Linked DNA regions of Zea mays: region 2 is linked to region 1. Evidence: chromatin contacts called from public Hi-C data. All regions are on one chromosome and are shown on one strand. The core of a region is the stretch at or near the end of the contact, and the rest is flanking DNA. Distances in the headings are between cores, read along the strand shown.

Region 1 (5,512 bases), core at 2,818-5,317:
AATCAAATTGAGGAAGCTATTCATAAGCAAGGGTAATTTTTAAATATCTAACATTTCATGCTTACTTTTTTTCCTAAGCACACTGCTTTAAGATTTATATTCATAACTAAAGGTTTAACTGTGGCAAGTAATTTGCTTTTGCTTATTTTCTGGGCCAGCTGAGCAGATATTTTCTTATGAACACTAAAGGAGAGATTTTGCTGGAGCAAAGTGGTGTAGTTAGGTCCAATTGCATTGATTGCCTGGACCGTACAAATGTGACACAGGTTTGTACGTCATCTTATTCTGTGATTCAATATAAGTTATGTACTAATTTTCAAAATGAATTTAACAAGGTACATCTTTGTACCAGTTTGCACACATCTGTCATAGACCCCCCCCTCGGGTCGCATTAATTTGCAGACCTCGTTTGTCAGCAGGCCATGTCATCTGAAATGGCAAATTGTATATCAGTTAGTGTGCCCTCCCCCCATCCACCCAACAACCACCACCACCACCTGTGTGGTGTGGCCCCACCTACACAGCAGCTGTTTGTGGCACAAAAGGTGATCAGAGCCACTAATATACACTTCGACAATCCTCCAACATTGGAAAGCCTATCTTAATTTGTTTTGTTGACTTACATGTTAGTTAGAAATTAGAATAGAAGGGCAGGCGTGGCGCAGTGGTGAGAGTTGTCTCACTGAGTCACCATGTCACGGGTTCGAAGCATTCTCTCCATATTTGCAGAAAAAAAAGCTTGCCTCAGTTTATCCATTTTCTAGACCCATTTGATGGGAGCCTCCACCACTAGATCTGCCCTTTTTATTTACATATTAGTTAGTTAGAACTTGGTACTATGCACCTGTCTTTACGTAACTAGTTCTTGCTAATGAGCATCTGTACATGAAAATACCTTGTTAAACATGGTAACAAGCAAGGGATTGATGTAAGCTGTGCTCAATATTCCCTCAGTTCTATGCAGAGCATGGAATTGGCTGCAATACTAATGGTTAAAATAACAAAATACCAGGACCGTGGAACTAAAACTGTTTTTTAAACGTATTAATGAACTATGGTTTTTATCATTTCATTAACTCCTTTGGTACATCCTTTCTCCTCCTTAACAGAGTTTCCTTGCAAGAAAATCATTGGATTCTCAATTGCAGCTGATGGGAGCATTATTGTCATCTGAAAGCATTTCTCTCTCTGATAACATTCATGATACATTCAAAAAATGTAAGGTATCTTTTATGGTGAAATATTTATTGCCAATAATTAGACTGCTATCTAAATGTCTTATGGTCATGATTGCATGCCTAGCAGTATGGGTTGAGCACGGTGATGAGCTGAGCCTGGAGTATGCTGGCTCTTATGCTTTGAAAGGGGATCTAGTGAGGTACTCTAGCATTTCCTGCCTCAGTAATTCATTAATAATAAACTGTGATATGTAGTGTTACTTGGCTAACTTACATGGGAACTATTGAGGTAACACAGATATGGAAGGCAGACATTGCCTGGACTAATTAAAGATGGAATGAGTGCTCTTTCAAGATATTATTTGAATAATTTTCATGACGGAGTGCGGCAAGTAAGTTCTTATGTTATGCTCATTGCTCTAGTCCTATTAGCGATCGCTCCTCTTAGGCATTTTTCTTGTACAACCTTCACTTCAGTTTCCAGAGCACTTAGCTAAACTGCACATGATGTAGCAAGAGTGCATTGCATCATTTCTCTTTTCAATGTTTAGGGCTTGTTCGGTTCTACCCCAATCCATATGGATTGAGGGGTTTCAATCCCTAGTAAGTCAAAATCTCCTCCAATCCGTATCAATCCCCTCCAATCCATATGGATTGAAAATAACCGAACAAGCCCTTAAGGAGGTGCCATAAGATACATTGATTCAGATGCAACTTTACAGTCATGTAATGATACTACTATATTATTTCCCAGTGCTTCTTGCTAGATTATCCCTGTCTACACCCTTGTGTTGACCACGCTGTGCCTCTTTCATTATTTGTCTCCAGGATGCTCTTGACCTTATTAGCGGTTATTATACAGTCAGCCAAGGCAGCTCTTCTCCTTTTCATAATGGTGTTGATTCTTCTTCGGTAATTAACTAATAATTTGCCTGTCTTAGTAGTGTGGCCTTTTCATTTATCTGATGGGAATTGCTACCCTTGTATAGTTAAACAACATCCTCTACAAAAAAGTTAAATAACTCTGCTGTTGGTTGGTCTCACCTTTTGTGGCTGTTGCGAAAACATACTGCAGTATCTGCCGGTGGCTTCAGCAATCATAGTTGGTGGGATTACCGCGACAACTTTCACTCTCAGTCAAGGTCTGCCTGCCTTGCTAGTCTCCAGAGTTCTGAAGTTTTGATAGACTGTTCACATCAGTTGTGCTTATATTCTCTTTGAAAAAAACTGAATTGCACAGACAGCAAAATTTTATATCCATTGTCTCATCTCATCTGCAGTTGGACGGAACGCGCAGCACTTGATCTCCTCCATTATCTGTGCGGGCTTAACAGTCGGAGTAGTAGCCTTGGTGAAAGCCAATGGGAAACAGTTTTGCTCTAGGCCCCGTCTGTGTGGTCTAATCTAATCCTTGGTCTTTTCCCCCCTTCCCTTTCATATTGCCCTTTGTTAGAAATTGAATGTAAAAGGATTAGAATGTTGTTTTATTCGTTGCAAGAGTAAGGTTAAATAAGGAGGCAGGATGGCCTGCCGGTCCCGTAATCTGAAGCTGCTAATTTGTAAGCCTATAGTTTGGATTTGCACATTCTATTTGTTATACTTTTTATGTATCCATGAATAGAAAATTACGCCTCGAAATTCCAAATTTGTAATAAATCCGAGAGACCACATATTTTTTTAGTGTGACTGGTTGGTAGCGACGGTCTTGGCGTCTTGCATAGTTGCTGACACAGAAAAGACACCTCCGTCCCTCTGTCTGGTACAGTGAGGGTGGGGCATCAAAAACACAAAGATGCTGTTCTTATCAGGCACAGATGTTTGCCAAGTATAATTCCACGTTGCGCTATACAGTCGGGTTTGCTCGTATGCATTTATGATCTAGATACTTATGCTGTCTCCGATCCAAAAACTTAGGCTTCGTTTGTTTTCCTTTGCTAAAGTTTACCAAACATGTTAACTAAAAGTTGTTGTATCGTGTACTCACATTAATTAGAGGTGATGTGGTAAAATTTAGCATTTGTATCATACAACTCTTAAGTGCTAAAGTTTAGTAAAAATTTAGCACTATAGAAACAAACATGTCCTTAATTATGCATGCTCTAATAGATACACTCCTAGTTAGGGGTGATAATAGATTAGATCGTGATCCAAATACTTCACAAAATGGTAGGGACATAAATAAATTTTAGTTCAAAAATAAATAGAAATAGGGTCCAATCTTAATCTAATCTGATTTTAAATTTTATAATATAAAATTTAGAGCATATTATCACCCTACTTCTAGTATTTATTATTTTAGAACAAGTGCGCTTTTAGTTATGGGACCACCTAGTTCTAAGTAGACTTTACTACTTTCTCTATTCACAAAGTGCAATTATTACATGTGTGGATAGATTTTGCTAGGAGGCTATATATGTAATTTTCCTAGTACCGTTGATCTCAACAATAAATTGTACAAATGCATTTATTTTAGTAGGACGTAGAGAGAACGCCAAAACAGTGAGCGAACCTTTTGGCTTGCAATACTTGCAATTCTAAAAACAAACGAGCAGGCATTTCATCCAGTCTCAGCCTGCAATTTTTTTGGGGTCATATTTAAGGTTGTCTCCATTAGATAGTGAGTATGATGGTGTAAAATATTATTTTGCATCATAGACTACATAATTTATCGAATGGATTTGAAATAGAAGGTAGGATATGCAAGCTGTTGGAGACCGGCTAAGAGGCGAAGCCTAAGCGTGCAATTTCGTTGCCTGATTCGTGGCCTATAATCTATTTCAAAAGAAGGAACTGGAGATCGAGCTGTACTGCCCAAAAATAAGAAGCACCAAATTAACCCTCTGTGGCAAGCCACGTTTCGAGGTGTCTAAATGTGGTTAGCAGCAAAATAAACTGCCCGTCCAATCTCTTTCATCTGCTTGCTTGCTTGCTCTCCTGCATTAGTTTCCATCCTCGGTTGCAGGTAGTTAGTCGGTTCCGGATTCGCGCCGGCCTTTTTGCACGACGTGGATGTTGCAGCCGGAGTTCTTGACGACGGTGCCCAACGAGGAATAGAAAGGGGGAAAAAAAGAAACGCGTATCTGAATTCCACACGGCCGGCGAAGACACTTGAACAGTCTTGCTGGCAATGGGAAACAAGGGACCAGTGCCAACACAGGAATCGACGAATGGTTCTGTTCTGTCTCCCTCACTCTCTGATCTCTCTTGTCATCCCATCCCTGTTTACGCCCCTGGCGCATACTTGAGACGCAATCCATAATCCACCGCAGATGACGCCGAGGCACCGTCGTCTACGTCTGCTGCGAGCAATACTAAGAGCAAGACAGGTACGGGCAACAACAGGTTCCAGCATGTGCGTGAGCTCCCATTTCTAATCTAAAAATCAATGGGATAGTGATAATAGTGTCCGCTGCTACCCGCTAGACGTGGAGCGAGAGCAGCTGTTCGAAGGATCAAGCGACGACGACGCCGCCCACACGCCACGGAAGAGAAGCACCCAGGAGATCCTCACCAAATACAAGTTCAAAGGGGTCGCTTTTCTTCTTCTTTCTTTCTTTCTTTCTTTCTGCATCAGTCTCGCCGCCAACACACTGATCCATGTTTCGAAACCGCGCTCATCTTTGTGACGATGATGATTTACATACAATCGCAGGACGCCGCGGCTGCCGCGGCTCACGCGAAGCAGAAGCTCATGGAGCGGCAGGAGAAACTCGCGGTAGATTAGATAGACACATAGACCCACCGGTTCATGCATGAATGACTCCTTCTGTTATACATAAATGACCGACCGATCGATGGCCATCCGCGCGCCTCCCTGTGCTGTGCTGTGCCCAGAGAATCACGGAGCAGTCCGCGGAGCTGGAGAGCGAGGCCGAGAACTTCGCCGCGCTCGCGCAGCAGATCAGGAAGAACACGGAGACCTGGTGGTGGAAGCGGTGATCAACAACGTAAGCCATCGCCTGCTTACGTAGCTCATGCGTCGTCAGCAGACTGGCATGGGACGCCACGGGATCATATGCATGGCTGTAACCCGGCCACGCTGCTCGGTTCCTCTCTGCACAAGCGTCAGCAGACTGTGGCGCTAGTACGTGCCGCTCTCTCTGCATCTGCATCACATCACTACGAGCCCCAGCAAGCAGAACGAAAAGCAATGCGATTGTGACGGTTCAGCCAGCGTCGGCCCTGCTGCCCCTGCAGCAGCAGCAGCATGTCTGTTTTCCTACGGATCTTTGTTTTAAGGCTTCAACAATGAGAGAGATGTGACCTGCCCCCCAGCTGCCGGTGCATAAATTCAGCATGGCTCTCTGATGGATGGTAGAAAGACACCAGGACGT
Region 2 (4,894 bases), core at 2,352-4,851, 470 kb after region 1:
AAATCCCACCCACTCTCTTTCAGCCTGATTGAAGAGAGACTTGATGAGTTCAAAAAAGCCTCGAGCCTCTTTCTTCTGCATTTGGATGTCAGATAGGCTGAAACCCCAGTCAGATACTTGCAGCACAGCTTCCTCCACAAATGGCCTTGCATCTCCCTGGCGCACAGACTCTGCAACATTCCTTTCCCAGAATGCATTGAACGCAGGACCTTCCAGTAAAGTTTTGTCCTGAATTATGTCATAACATTAGTACTTGGCACGAGAAAAGGCAAATGTTCGCATTTAATAAAAGGGATGAATACTAAAAATTCTTAACCTAGCACCAATCATGCATGGATAAATCAGTCACTAACATGCTCATGAAGCAAGACAATGCTGAAGTTGTTGTTTACCTATGTCGAACACATAACGAGCGTACTGTAGCACATGGAACATGGAAGATAAACATAGATGCTCCAACTTTTCAACTGAATATTGTTTTTAAAAAAAGTATTTATCTAACTAAAATCCAGTGCCACTTCTTCCTCGTGTCGTTGTTTGTTGTACAATAATACCACACATCTTGCATTTGATTTTCCTATGCCTTTTGAAATAAACAGAAGCTTTCTACATTTTAAAGAACCTTGATGGTGAACAGTAAGAGCAAGAATGGTAAAGCAAACCCATGCCCTACAGCAGCATCCCAATGTTTCATTGGTACTTTGAGATAGTACATAACACTTTAGCATACCTTCTTCCCCAATGACAGCGACAACCAACTCTCTGGATGTCCTTGCTTTCCAGAAAGAAAGGTTTGGCGATAAAAGAATGGTAGTAGTGATGGAAACCTCCGAGCTAAAATGTGCATCAGTTTCCGTTTCGTTGACCAGCTATCCCATGTTTTACGCCTCTCATCTTTGGTCATCTTGGAGTCATATGGATTTGCCATAGGTGCGAACATTGCTGCACCTGGACTCGGAATATAAATAACATATCAGCAGACCTACCAGTAACATATACAATAAGCATGTAAGGTCTGTGTTCTTTGAATAGAAAAGCAATAAGTGCTTTTGACTGAAACAACCACATCTTATCTTAAGATGCAATAGTAGTTATGTCTTGACCAGATCAAGGTTCCAAACAAGGAAGACATATGTGCATCTGTGCTTTCAGTTTCAAAAAAATCGTTAAACATTTGGATGGTGCTGAGTAATCCAATTGAATAGAGCACCCACATTTCATTATCATAGAGGCAAAAGTGATATACTAACAAGCTTACAGAAATGTAAAGCATGGATCGCATTATGTTTAGGTCACAATCATTTCCAGAATTAAGTTAAGTCTTCTGAAGTTCAAAAGGGATAAGCAAGGTATGACATTGCATATCCACAGGCTGAAAACAATGGGTCACTGTGCAAGTGTCAAAAAACAACTGCATCCAAATAGGCATCCCCATAAAAAAAACTCGGGCAGTAGGGGAAATACCGCTCCCACAATATTATATTAAGAGGAAACTCAATCGGAGCCCCAAGCGAAGAAGATCACGAAAGCTGCCCCCTCCTCAACAACTTGCCAAAATATAAACTTACAAATCCAAAACAATGTAGAAGAAAAAACATGAAGTAGGTACCAGCAATGCGATCAGGAATGTAACGAAGAGCACTCCAGGCATGCATTCCACCTCCAGAATAGCCCACAACCCAGAACTTCTCCGGAATATTGAGAGCATTAGCCAGATAGAGCATGTCCATTGCAGAAGAATTGAGATTCCGGCCTATGTGTGGATCGCTCTCACCAAAACCAGGAAGATCATAGGTCACAAGTCGTACTCCAAATTCTTCCAGAAGAGATGCTCTAATTCCAGGGATTCCTGCATGAGAAAGAACAATGTAGATCAAATAGGAAGCATGGAAATGCCAACAGTGTCCGGTAAATGATGTAACGCTCTGATAAACTAACATGCCATACCAACTCGACTAGACTCCCTACCTGCTAGCCTTGATGAAAGAAAAGAATGAGGATAAATCAGTGAAAATCTTGCTCTGTTAGCTGAAACTCCTTGTTCTTGATAAGCCAGATGCCGTCCATCAGGAAGTTGGATTCTATCAGCACTTGGGGGGCCGATGATAAGTTTCTTTGGAAGCTCTACTGGAGTTTCATTGCCACTCCCAAAACCTAAAACTGCATGGAGAACATTCTCATTAAGCAATTAAAGTGGTGCACTGATCTCTACACGGACAAACTGTATCAGGTGTGAACATTTCGGCACTAATGAATATATTTTGCATTGTGCTATTATAACTGGATGGCCATAAATTTATAACATTATGATATCATGGAAGATGTCACATTAAATTCATAAATTATTCGAAACATATATAAATTAACATGTTGCAGTTCTCAAGCAAGAAGCTTTGGCCCACAATGAACCAAACTGATCACAAAATGTACACAATAAATCAGTGACAGAGTAAATCGGACTAAAATGAGAAATAAACAGTGCTCTCCATGGAAATCAATTACTTAAACTAGACACACTAGACAAACCATCTGTACATATGTGAATGAAATAGGATGAAACAGTTCCCCTTGTCCCATTCCGTGACAAGGAACTCAAAAGGTAAAACAATTGACTAGTGGTATCCTTAACCATTGCAATGATTCAGCGGATCAAACACAAACCCAGAATACGCATGAAACAGTAGTGTAGTTGTGGGTTCTTCTTGTCAACGCAACGTTGAGCGAGTAAACTAGGCATGACCCCAGGGTCTGAAAATGTATGGTTGCGAATGCCACGTTTTCCCACCAACTGGACAGTGAAACGTACTACAGACTAGATATCTGCTCACAGAGAGAAGTTACAATCCAAAATTCAAAATAAAACCCGCAACAGAAACTGAAACACGAGTTTATTCCCGATTCTCCACAGTCAGTTAGATCCATCCCCGTAAAAGAACAAATACGAGACAAAACCCATACAGCATGTTGCGTGACGCCACGAACCACAGTTGCAGGCTCAGCTAGAAGCAGAGACGCGTCACGCGAGCGCGGGGCGTAGCGGCGCTGACGCGGACAAGAGCGGCGGACGCGAGATCAGCGGTTACCTAGGAGCGAGACGAATGCGACTGCGGCGACGGTGAGCCAACACCTCACCGGGTCGCGCTCCTCGGGGAGGTACTCGTTCATGAAGCTGAGGCGCTTCCCCGTAGCCGCCGCCCGCTTCCGGAGCCGCCGCGCCACCTCGCTGTCCTCGGCGCCGGCGAGGCTCTGCGCGGCGACGTCCCACAGCCCCCGGCCCAGCTCCCGCAGCATCTCCGCCGTCGACTCCGCGAACCCCTTCGCCTGCTGCGCCCACCCCTCCTCCGCCCTCCCCTCTTCCTCCTCCCCGTACCACCCGGCCCCCGCCGCAGCAACATTCGCCGCCGCCGGCGCGTGACCTCCGGCGCCGGGGAGGCGAACGCCCGTGTTCCCCACGTGAGTGGCCAGGTCCTCGTGCCACGTCATCGTCGCCGCCGACGACGTCTTGCCGCCGCGGCGCCGATCGCTTTGGCTCCGCCTGTACGGCTGTACGTGCTCCCGTGCAAGTGAGAGGTTTGGAGATTGGGAAGCGAGGAAGGGAGGAGTGGGAGCTGGAAACCGAGGCGAAATGGCGAGCTTGAGACGTTTGGCTGACTTGTAGGTCCCGCTAGGCTGTGTGGGTAAAACTGTACTAGGAGTCTAGGAGTTTCTGGTGGGTGTCTCTGGCTTTGGTGGTTCCGGGCCCGGGTTGCTTTCTTCCCCACGACCACGAGCGTCCACGGATCTAGGCCGTAGGAAATGTGAGAGGCGGCACGGCGGCTCGCAACTGCCACGGAGTTGTACTGGCATGCAGGAGTGCTGGAGTGGGTCACAAAAATTGAAAAGTGGTGTTTCCATTTTGTTCCTGCGTTCACAACAAGAAAACTTAGGGCCTGTTTGTTTACCCCTCAGATTATATAATATGGATTAAATAATCCTAAGAGGCAAACAAACAGTCCAGCTTATTTGCCGAGATTATATAATCTAACTCTTTAGATTATGATAATCCATAAGCAAGTGAGGAGGTGCTTATTTCAGATTATTTTTTTCCCACTTCCCCACTACCCTTTAAAGTTTCCTAGAAATTACCCACCATTGCCATTATAACCCACCATTGGCATTAATGTCTTCATCATACAAAAGAATCTTATTAACAACTCAAATAATCTGGATAAACAAACGGGACTACTCAGATTATATAATCCAGATTATATAATCCTCCAAAAATAATCTAGATTATATAATCCATGGGGTTAAACAAACAGGCCCTTAAGAGACTACTCTTGTAAATGTCCGAATTAAGTTGTTTACAGACATTTGAAGTTTTCAACGTTATCCCACACATTTGTTTAGTGCACTGTGTCAACAAAATTTAGAAATGAAATTGATGTTGTAGATATTGGGTTCTTCTTATAGGCTTAGTCAAAATCCAAGAAGATTGACCTAACAAAACTAAAACAGTACACAATCTAAAATAGTAAAATGGACTGGGTACTTAGTACTCCTCTAATTAAATTAATTAATTACCTTAGGTTATTTTTTTATAATAGCTATTTTAATGGCACAAATTTTTATTTAAAGTATCTGTACGTAAATGATTGTTCAGATAATTATTTATTTAATTGGAAAAACATCTTTTCACGTGAAATTTAACACTACTAGTCGGTTGCCCGTGCGTTGCTACGGCTTACAACAATACCCACGTAAACTATCCACCAAAAAATTTTCAAGATTTTTTATTGATGGTATCCACTCTCTGTATAATATTTTTTGATTTGGCTAACTCATGTTATTGTTTACTCCATGCAATATATCATGGTACAACACGGTCAATGAAGTGAGCGATTAAAAGAGAGTT

What was found. Hi-C and Micro-C count contacts between places; a contact is called where the count stands out from the background.
Region 2: a Hi-C map of leaf shows a contact between it and region 1, with 1.9 times the contacts expected there. The contact joins the promoter of LOC100274584 here to the promoter of LOC103639270 in region 1. A contact is called at or near these places in 3 of 25 Hi-C or Micro-C datasets (endosperm, leaf and tassel).

What each region holds. Positions count from the first base shown.
Region 1 is chr9:143,845,043-143,850,554 of Zm-B73-REFERENCE-NAM-5.0, forward strand. It overlaps LOC103639270, which reads left to right and starts at 4,068. Exons shown (of 5, transcript XM_008662029.3): 1 at 4,068-4,348; 2 at 4,448-4,504; 3 at 4,602-4,708; 4 at 4,831-4,893; 5 at 5,013-5,430. The coding sequence starts at 4,306. The coding sequence ends at 5,117. LOC100217037 reads left to right here. Exons shown (of 20, transcript NM_001367758.1): 13 at 1-32; 14 at 167-266; 15 at 1,110-1,218; 16 at 1,306-1,378; 17 at 1,477-1,570; 18 at 2,007-2,090; 19 at 2,254-2,320; 20 at 2,459-2,831. The coding sequence ends at 2,586.
Region 2 is chr9:144,311,499-144,316,392 of Zm-B73-REFERENCE-NAM-5.0, forward strand. LOC100274584 (alpha/beta-Hydrolases superfamily protein) reads right to left here and starts at 3,602. Exons shown (of 5, transcript NM_001148937.1): 1 at 3,084-3,602; 2 at 1,969-2,160; 3 at 1,610-1,849; 4 at 731-948; 5 at 1-228. The coding sequence starts at 3,483.